Regions from separate parts of the Delphinus delphis genome. Here region 1 is linked to region 2. The links are chromatin contacts, called in public Hi-C maps. All regions are on one chromosome and are shown on one strand. Each heading gives the region's core, a stretch centred on a gene start, on an enhancer-like site or on the middle of the called end of the contact. The rest is flanking DNA. Distances are from core to core; before and after follow the strand shown.

Region 1 (3,580 bases), core at 23-2,522, 200 kb before region 2:
GCTTTTAAATACAGCGCTGTACAGACTCTCAGCTATTACTTTGGCTAATGGTTTACAGTGCTTTACACATCTCAAAGCCTCACCTATATTACTTAACTTCTTGTATTTGTTCCTTAGTCTTTGTTTCCACTCTCTTGAATCTTTGGAAAGTCTCTCTCTACTGGTGACCTAAACCACTGAGACCGCTATTTGTTAAAATGTATTCACATAAATATTTCTATGTGAAAATCTGGGGGAGGAGGGAAATGAGAAGGGCAATCAAAAGATGAATAATTGTGTTAGCCATCTGCACATACAAGTAACTGAAGCAAATACCTGTTTAATGCCGATCAGAAAAATGGGTGTCTGAAGAAAGCACTTGCCAAAATAATGTAGCAAAATCATCACTTTCATTTTGTCATTTCTCAGCTCAAACACCTTTAATGTTCACAATTTGTATGAGGTCAGTATACAAAGCCCCTCACGGTCTGGACCTAATCTAATTTTCAACTTCATCTTTTCCTGACGTAAATTCTCACACCCAGGTCATGCCAGCTTCCGATGAGACTGAATCCTGTTTTTTAACTAGATAATACTAAGCTCTTATGTCTGTCCCTTATACTTGAGAATACTCCCTCCTTCCCAACACAGTCCATGGAACAGAGCGCGGGCTCCCGGAAACAGACGTCGGAGGAAAACAATCTAAACAAAAGTTTCATCCACTGTTACAGACTAATTCCATTTAGGGGTTTCAGAAAAGAAAAGCCTTGAGAAACCTGTCTGGAAGTCAGAGGTTGGGGGTGGACCATTTGTCTCTCGACCTCAGTGACATCGGGAGATAACCCCTAAAGCAAAAATGAGGTCTTTTAAATGGTGTTTCTGTGGCAGCAGGGTCTATGGAGCAGGCAGAAAACCCAGACGGGCAGCAGATTTCAAAAGGTGGGGAACGAACCCTGTGGCATGTCTCTCCCTTAACCCCTTTTCTCCTCTCGAGGAACCCCTGAACTTAAGAGCAGAACACGAGGCGAGCCAGGATCCCTGCTCCACTCCACGCCTCCCTCCAGCCACTGTCTCAACCAGCCGCGTCCCGGCTTCTAGCCTCACCGCGCCGCATTCCTACCTCCTCCACGTAAGCCGGCGGGTCTCGCTTGATCAGATTCTGTAACTGCGGCAGGTTGCTGGGCAGCTTGTTATTGTTTCTGCTAGACATGTTAGCTGCTGACTGGCTCCGCGACGAGCAGTTTTAAAAACCCACACCGCTGGCAATTGCCGAGAGTCCCAGCTACGGCTGGGAGTCGTACTTCCGAGTACGACCGGAAACAGCACATGGGTAGTTCGGCCGGCGGCGCCATCTTGGCGCTTAAAGCGAGCTGGACTACGGGAGCCTCAGAGTGTCAAACTTACTCTCACGGCGAAATGCTCTATAGTGGTTTTTACGAGGTTTTTGCTTTTTTCCTCGATCAACCGCTGCTACTGTCTAGCGTTCCTGAAATAGTCTGAAATGCAAAGACTTTTTTCACACACATTAGTTTATTTCATCATCCTGACACTCTTATGAAACAGACAGATGAGAATTAATAGTTTTTATTAAAAAACTCACAGCCTAGGGCTTCCCTGGTGGCGCAGTGGTTGAGAGTGCGCCTGCCGATGCAGGGGACGTGGGTTCGTGCCCCGGTCCGGGAGGATCCCACGTGCCGCGGAGCTGCTGGGCCTGTGAGCCGTGGCCGCAGGGCCTGCGCGTCCGGAGCCTGTGTTCCGCAACGGGAGAGGCCACAACAGTGAGAGGCCTGCGTACCGCAAAAAAAACAAAAAACAAAAAAACTCACAGCCTAAAGTTAGACGCTAAAAATATCCCTGGGGAGTTGATAGCACTATCCAATTTTGGAGAGGGGGAAAAAGGTCAATGAGGGGCATAAATTAGTTTTCTTGTATATTTTATTGTTTTTTTAGTACGTGGGCCTTTCACTGTTGTGGCCTCTCCCATTGCGGAGCACAAGCTCCGGACGTGGGCTCAGCGGCCACGGCTCACAAGCCTAGCTGCTCTGCGGCTTAGTGAGATCTTGCCAGACCGGGGAATGAACCCGTGTCTTCTGCATCAGCAGGTGGACTCTCAACCACTGAGCCACCAGGGAAGCCCTTCTTGTATATTTTAAATAGCTGTTCTTGTGTTGTTTTTAATTGTTTCAACCCAATGTAACCAAGGGAAAAGGGTGTGAACTGAATAAAATGTAGTCATGTTGGTTGTTTTAAAATGCAAATGAATTTAAAAGCCAACTATTGTTATAACCTTTGTAAGTGCTGTTCAGCCAGAGTTTTAAATTCAGATCCTGGTCATTTGAAGAGAATACATTTCCACGGTTTCATGGTGTGCAAAAATAAATATGTGGAGAATGAATTAATGAAATAGAGTGTTGTTAATATAAAGAGACGCTTGATCCCTCACTCTGTTTCAAGCCCTTCACTTGTATTTAATCCTGAGAAGAGCCCTCTGAAATAGGTACTATAATTATCCGCACTTTGCAGATGAGGAAACAGGTTCAGACAAGTTGACTGCTTAAGTTCATAGCAGGTGAGGAAGCTGGGATTTCAATCCAGGCAGTCTTGATTATAAACACATGAGAAAGAAAAATGTAGCCTAACAGTTGTAAGCTAGTAAGCTGGTCTGGCATCTGTAGATGAACCATGGTATTCCCCTGCTTAACAGCAATTTAACACAACACCGACTTCAGTCCAGGTCATCTGTGGCCAGGTCAGAATGAGCCAAAAACAAGGCAACTCTGTAACCACATCTAGGCACAAGCAAATTCAAGCACACTGTGCAAACCACTATTAGTTTTTCTGCCACATTTGGAGAATGACTATTTTATTTATTAATCATTGAATCAGGTACTCATGAAATTATTAAGAAGTAAATGTAAGCAATAAATCTCTTTTTTAAACCCTTTCACAGATTTAAATTAAAAACATTGTTTTTGGTTGGTTGCATTAGTAAGAAAAAAAGCATCCTCAAAACAAAACATACTGAAATTATTTAATATAATTCCTGTCAAAATCGTAAGCTTATGTACTATGAATATTTAAGTCACTAAAATGTGACTTATGAGTAAAACACTCAGGCCATGTCACAAGCTTTTACAGTATTCACAATCTGTCAGGCACTAGGGTAAGCTGTTTTTTTTGTTTGTTTTTTTTTTAAGCGGTACGCGGGCCTCTCACTGTTGGGGCCTCTCGTGCTGCGGAGCAGAGACTCCGGATGCGCAGGCTCAGCGGCCATGGCTCACGGGCGCAGCCGCTCCGAGGCATGTGGGATACCCCCCAGACCGGGGCACAAACCCGCGTCCCTTGCATCGGCAGGCGGACTCCCAACCACTGCGCCACCAGGGAAGCCCCAGTAAGTGTTTTTCTGTTTGCGTGTTTTCGGGGTTTTTTTGGCCGTGCCATGCGGCTGGCGGGATCTTAGTTCCCAGACAAAGAATCAAACCCAGCTGGCAGTGAAAGCGCAGAGTCCTAACCACTGGACCAACTAAGTGTTTTGAGCCGTGGGCATTTGCCCTTAGGAAACTCACAGACTAATAAGAGAGAGACATAGAAAATACTCTTT
Region 2 (3,642 bases), core at 599-3,098:
TCATATACGAGCAGCTGAGGAGCAAGGCTTTTCTATAGGGTCACTGTATGCAAGGTACACATAGACCTATTTTAAATTTATATATATATATATATATATATATATATATGTACACACACACGCACACGTTATAGTTTGTGTTTTGCAGAATTTCCAACGAGCTTCAAACAATCCATATAGATACCAGAATCTTCATAATTACCTTTTTGAGTACAAAGACATCTAACCTATCTTTTAGAAGCTAATGCTATCTGACAATAAATTAAATTGCTCTCTCTGATCATTTCTCAAAAATTCCAGTAAAGAACTGGGGATTCTTTCTATAATTGCGTTATCTTATAGAAATGTATCCTAATCTGCTCAGTTGGCCAAAGAAACACATTATTATTATCGTACAGGTTAAAAACAAGACAGGTTGCTGCTGTTCGTATAAGACTTGTTTCTCTCAGGAAACACAAGGACAATCAAATGAAATTCCAATGAAAGATGCAGGAAAAATGGAAAAAAATGACTGCAGGAGTCCAAGAATTCCAGGAAAAGGGGCCTGACTGTTGAGCTTATACTTCGAAAGAGATATCTAATAATTTGGAAGATATATTCTACTCAAAATAAAAATCCATTCCAAATACTTATCACTTGGAAGGTATATTCTGTTCAATTAAATGCAAATTTAACAAAGGAACTTTATAACTTGCAAGACTTCCCCAAACCAAATCTTTTAAGAGTGTCAAAAGTTGGTACAAATGTTTCTGACTCGACATTAGGAAATGAATTTCCTTTCCTTGTTAGACAAGTCGCTGTTCTTTCCCAAACTCTGGAACCACAAAATATTCTTGGACTCCAGCTCCCAACATTCGTTACACAGACGACCCGCATATCTACCTGCACTTGCCAGACTGTTACCAAAATTGAACGGAGTCGCCGAGGTAGTAGAAACACCGAAATTCCCAATATTAAAGTTCACTGCAGGATTAGCAGTTAATCCGAAACCCCCAAAATTAAACCCACTGGCGGTGGAGTTGGCAGTCTCAAGCCCACCAAATCCTGATAGGCGTGTAGGCAAAGAAACAAACAGAATTTTAAAAGGGGGAGGGGGGGGAAGAAGAAAGAGGAAAAGAAAAGAAAGCAAGGTAAGGATTAGAAGAGTTTGCAGGAGGTTTCAAAGAAGTGAACAAAGACAAACCCTGACTTTGCTCCAAACGAGTTAAGAAAGCCGAGGAGGCGGGGACGGGAAGGAGGACAGGAGCGTGTAGTCCCGCAGCAAGAACCGAAGGGGCCAGGGCCGAGGGAGCCGCAGAGCAGCGCCCAAGGCTCCCCAGCCCTGTCCTCGCCGAGCCCAGCGGCGGGAACCAAGCGAGCGTTCGCGCCCGTCCCGGACGCTGAGGTGGGGAGGGGTGAGTAGAGTTGGGGAGGGAAGGATGGGTCTCCGGCAAAGGGTGAGAGAAGCCGCCTCCGGTCTCTCCGAGTCCGACTCCCAGGCGGCGGGAAACGAGCCCTAGGAGGAGAGGGCCCTGCGGCGACCCACCCGCAGCGCGCGAGCTCCGGGTTGGGCCTCCATTCTCCCCGCGGCCTCCTCAGGAGCCGCCTCCGCCCGCTCTGCTGCCGCCCGCCCTTTACCGAAGCCCCTAAAGTCTCCGCGCGGGCAGGAGACCCCAGGATCCCCAAGCCGAAGAGTCTCGGACCGAAGGGCTGGACCAAAGGCCTTCCCTCCTCCCCGGGAGAAGGTCTGGGGGACTCACCCGCGGGGGCCGCGGTGGCTGCAGCTGTACCAGAGGTGCCCGAGGGAGCCCCAAAGTTGAAGGCCATGTCGCGGGAGCAGGGGACCTGGGTGCTGCTCCCGCGGCACTCGGTGCACTCCGCTCTTCGATCCGGTGGGAAACCACACCCGCATCTCGGAGTTCCGCCTCTTTTCTGGCCTAGCCGAAGAAGCCGGAACGCCTGAAAGGCGTAGGGGGTGGAGCGTGGAGAGGGAACGCCCCCGGCCTGGCTTGCTTCCGGGGGTCAGTGGATTCACGTGGTGTGGAGCGTCGCAACCAATGTGAGATTCTGGGAAGCTCGCCGTGGCGTGCCGCCTGAGAGCCCTTAAAAACTTGCTTTAGGGAGGCCCCTTGGAAAAGATGTGCAGCAGGCTGAATACCAGTGTCCAATGAAGACAGGGTAGGAAAGAAAGCTAAATCCTTATTCTCCATAGTGGAGAGACAGTGGATAACACTAAAACCGAAAATTCACGAAGCAGCATGTCACTTAAAGTCATGGGGTAATGGTGGGGAAAAGAAGAAGAAAGAAAGAAAGAAAAAAGAAGAAGGCTAAAAGAAGTGCCTCTGAGAATGATGTCCATTTAGGTTTTTTGTTTTTTGTTTTGTAGAATTCTTGGTAGACACTTTGTAGAATTATTTGCTTCTTAAATCTATGTGCTTCTGTAACTTGAATAAAAATAAAAACAAAGTCATTGTGTCTATCGAAATTAAAATTGTCTTTGGACCTAGCAATGCTACTTCTAGGAATTTATCTTGTAAATGATTTGGCAAAATTAATGGAATACAAGGTTATAGGTTACAGTCTTATTTATAATAACAAATGATAGGAAACAGTGTTTTGCTTAAATAGTTGCATTCATACAAAGGAATACTATTCAGCCAAGTAAAGCTCTTTATGTACTGAAAAGAAAGATCTCAAAGGTAAATTATATAAACACAATTTAGAACACTATATGTGTTCTAAATGCTACAATTTGGGTGGGAAAAAAAAAGAGGGCTAGAATATGTAATTACATATATTTGTATGAAATATTCCTGGAAAGATACATTTTCAAAATGAATAACATCGGTTGCCTCTGAGAAGATGAATTGGGTGGCAAGAAGATGGGTGGAGGGAGGACTTTGCAGTATAAAGCCCGTTTAGTTTTTGAAAATGTAAATGGGTTACCTACTCATACAATTAAATAATGCTAATAGTGGTCATTGCAGAAGTCCCAGTGAGAACGCTGATATACGGATGAGGACAGCAGGCATGAAGACTGGGGAGCAGGTGGACTTGATGATTGATGGGGTGTGGAGAGGCAGGCAAAGAGGCGTCTAGCAAGGGTCCCTGGTTCCTGGCCTGTACACTGTGATGTCATTGGAATTTGGGAGGGAGACAAGAAGAAATGAGTTCCTTTCTTTACTTACTGGATTTGAGGACAACCTGGCTGAGGATATCCAGCTGGGCTTGGATATGTGGGACTGAGGTGGAACAGAGAGGCCCACGTTTGGGGTGTAATTGAAGCCTGGGTGCCAATGAGATTGTCAGGGAGAGAGGATCAAGTGAGAAGATGCAGCTGAGCATCAGTAATTAGACCAGAGGAGACAGCCCTCAAGAGAGCCTGCGAGAAAGAAGCAGCAGCAGCTGAGCCAAATCACAGAAATTATGGATGGAAGGGGAGAACCATCTCAGATGGAAAAGAATGGATGACTATTTCTTCAGTAGGAAGCCATCCCTGATCACCCTTTCTAAAATTGCACATCCCACTCCTGTCACTGGCTGCTTTAATATTCTTATTACCACCACCTATTTATTGCCCCCCAGCCCCCATTTAATGTTAGCTCCATGAGGGCAGCAAACTTTGTTTTATTTACTGGCGGTGTCCCTGGTGCTAGCAGAGCG

The links. A called contact is a pair of places that touch in the nucleus more often than the background predicts.
Region 1: a Hi-C map of lung shows a contact between it and region 2, with 11 times the contacts expected there. The contact joins the promoter of SDAD1 here to the promoter of NUP54 in region 2. A contact is called at or near these places in 2 of 3 Hi-C or Micro-C datasets (lung and muscle).

Annotation. Positions count from the first base shown.
Region 1 is chr5:46,949,480-46,953,059 of mDelDel1.2, reverse strand. It overlaps SDAD1 (SDA1 domain containing 1), which reads right to left and starts at 1,272. Exons shown (of 22, transcript XM_060012346.1): 1 at 1,100-1,272. The coding sequence starts at 1,189.
Region 2 is chr5:46,748,739-46,752,380 of mDelDel1.2, reverse strand. It overlaps NUP54 (nucleoporin 54), which reads right to left and starts at 1,848. Exons shown (of 11, transcript XM_060012337.1): 1 at 1,740-1,848. The coding sequence starts at 1,806.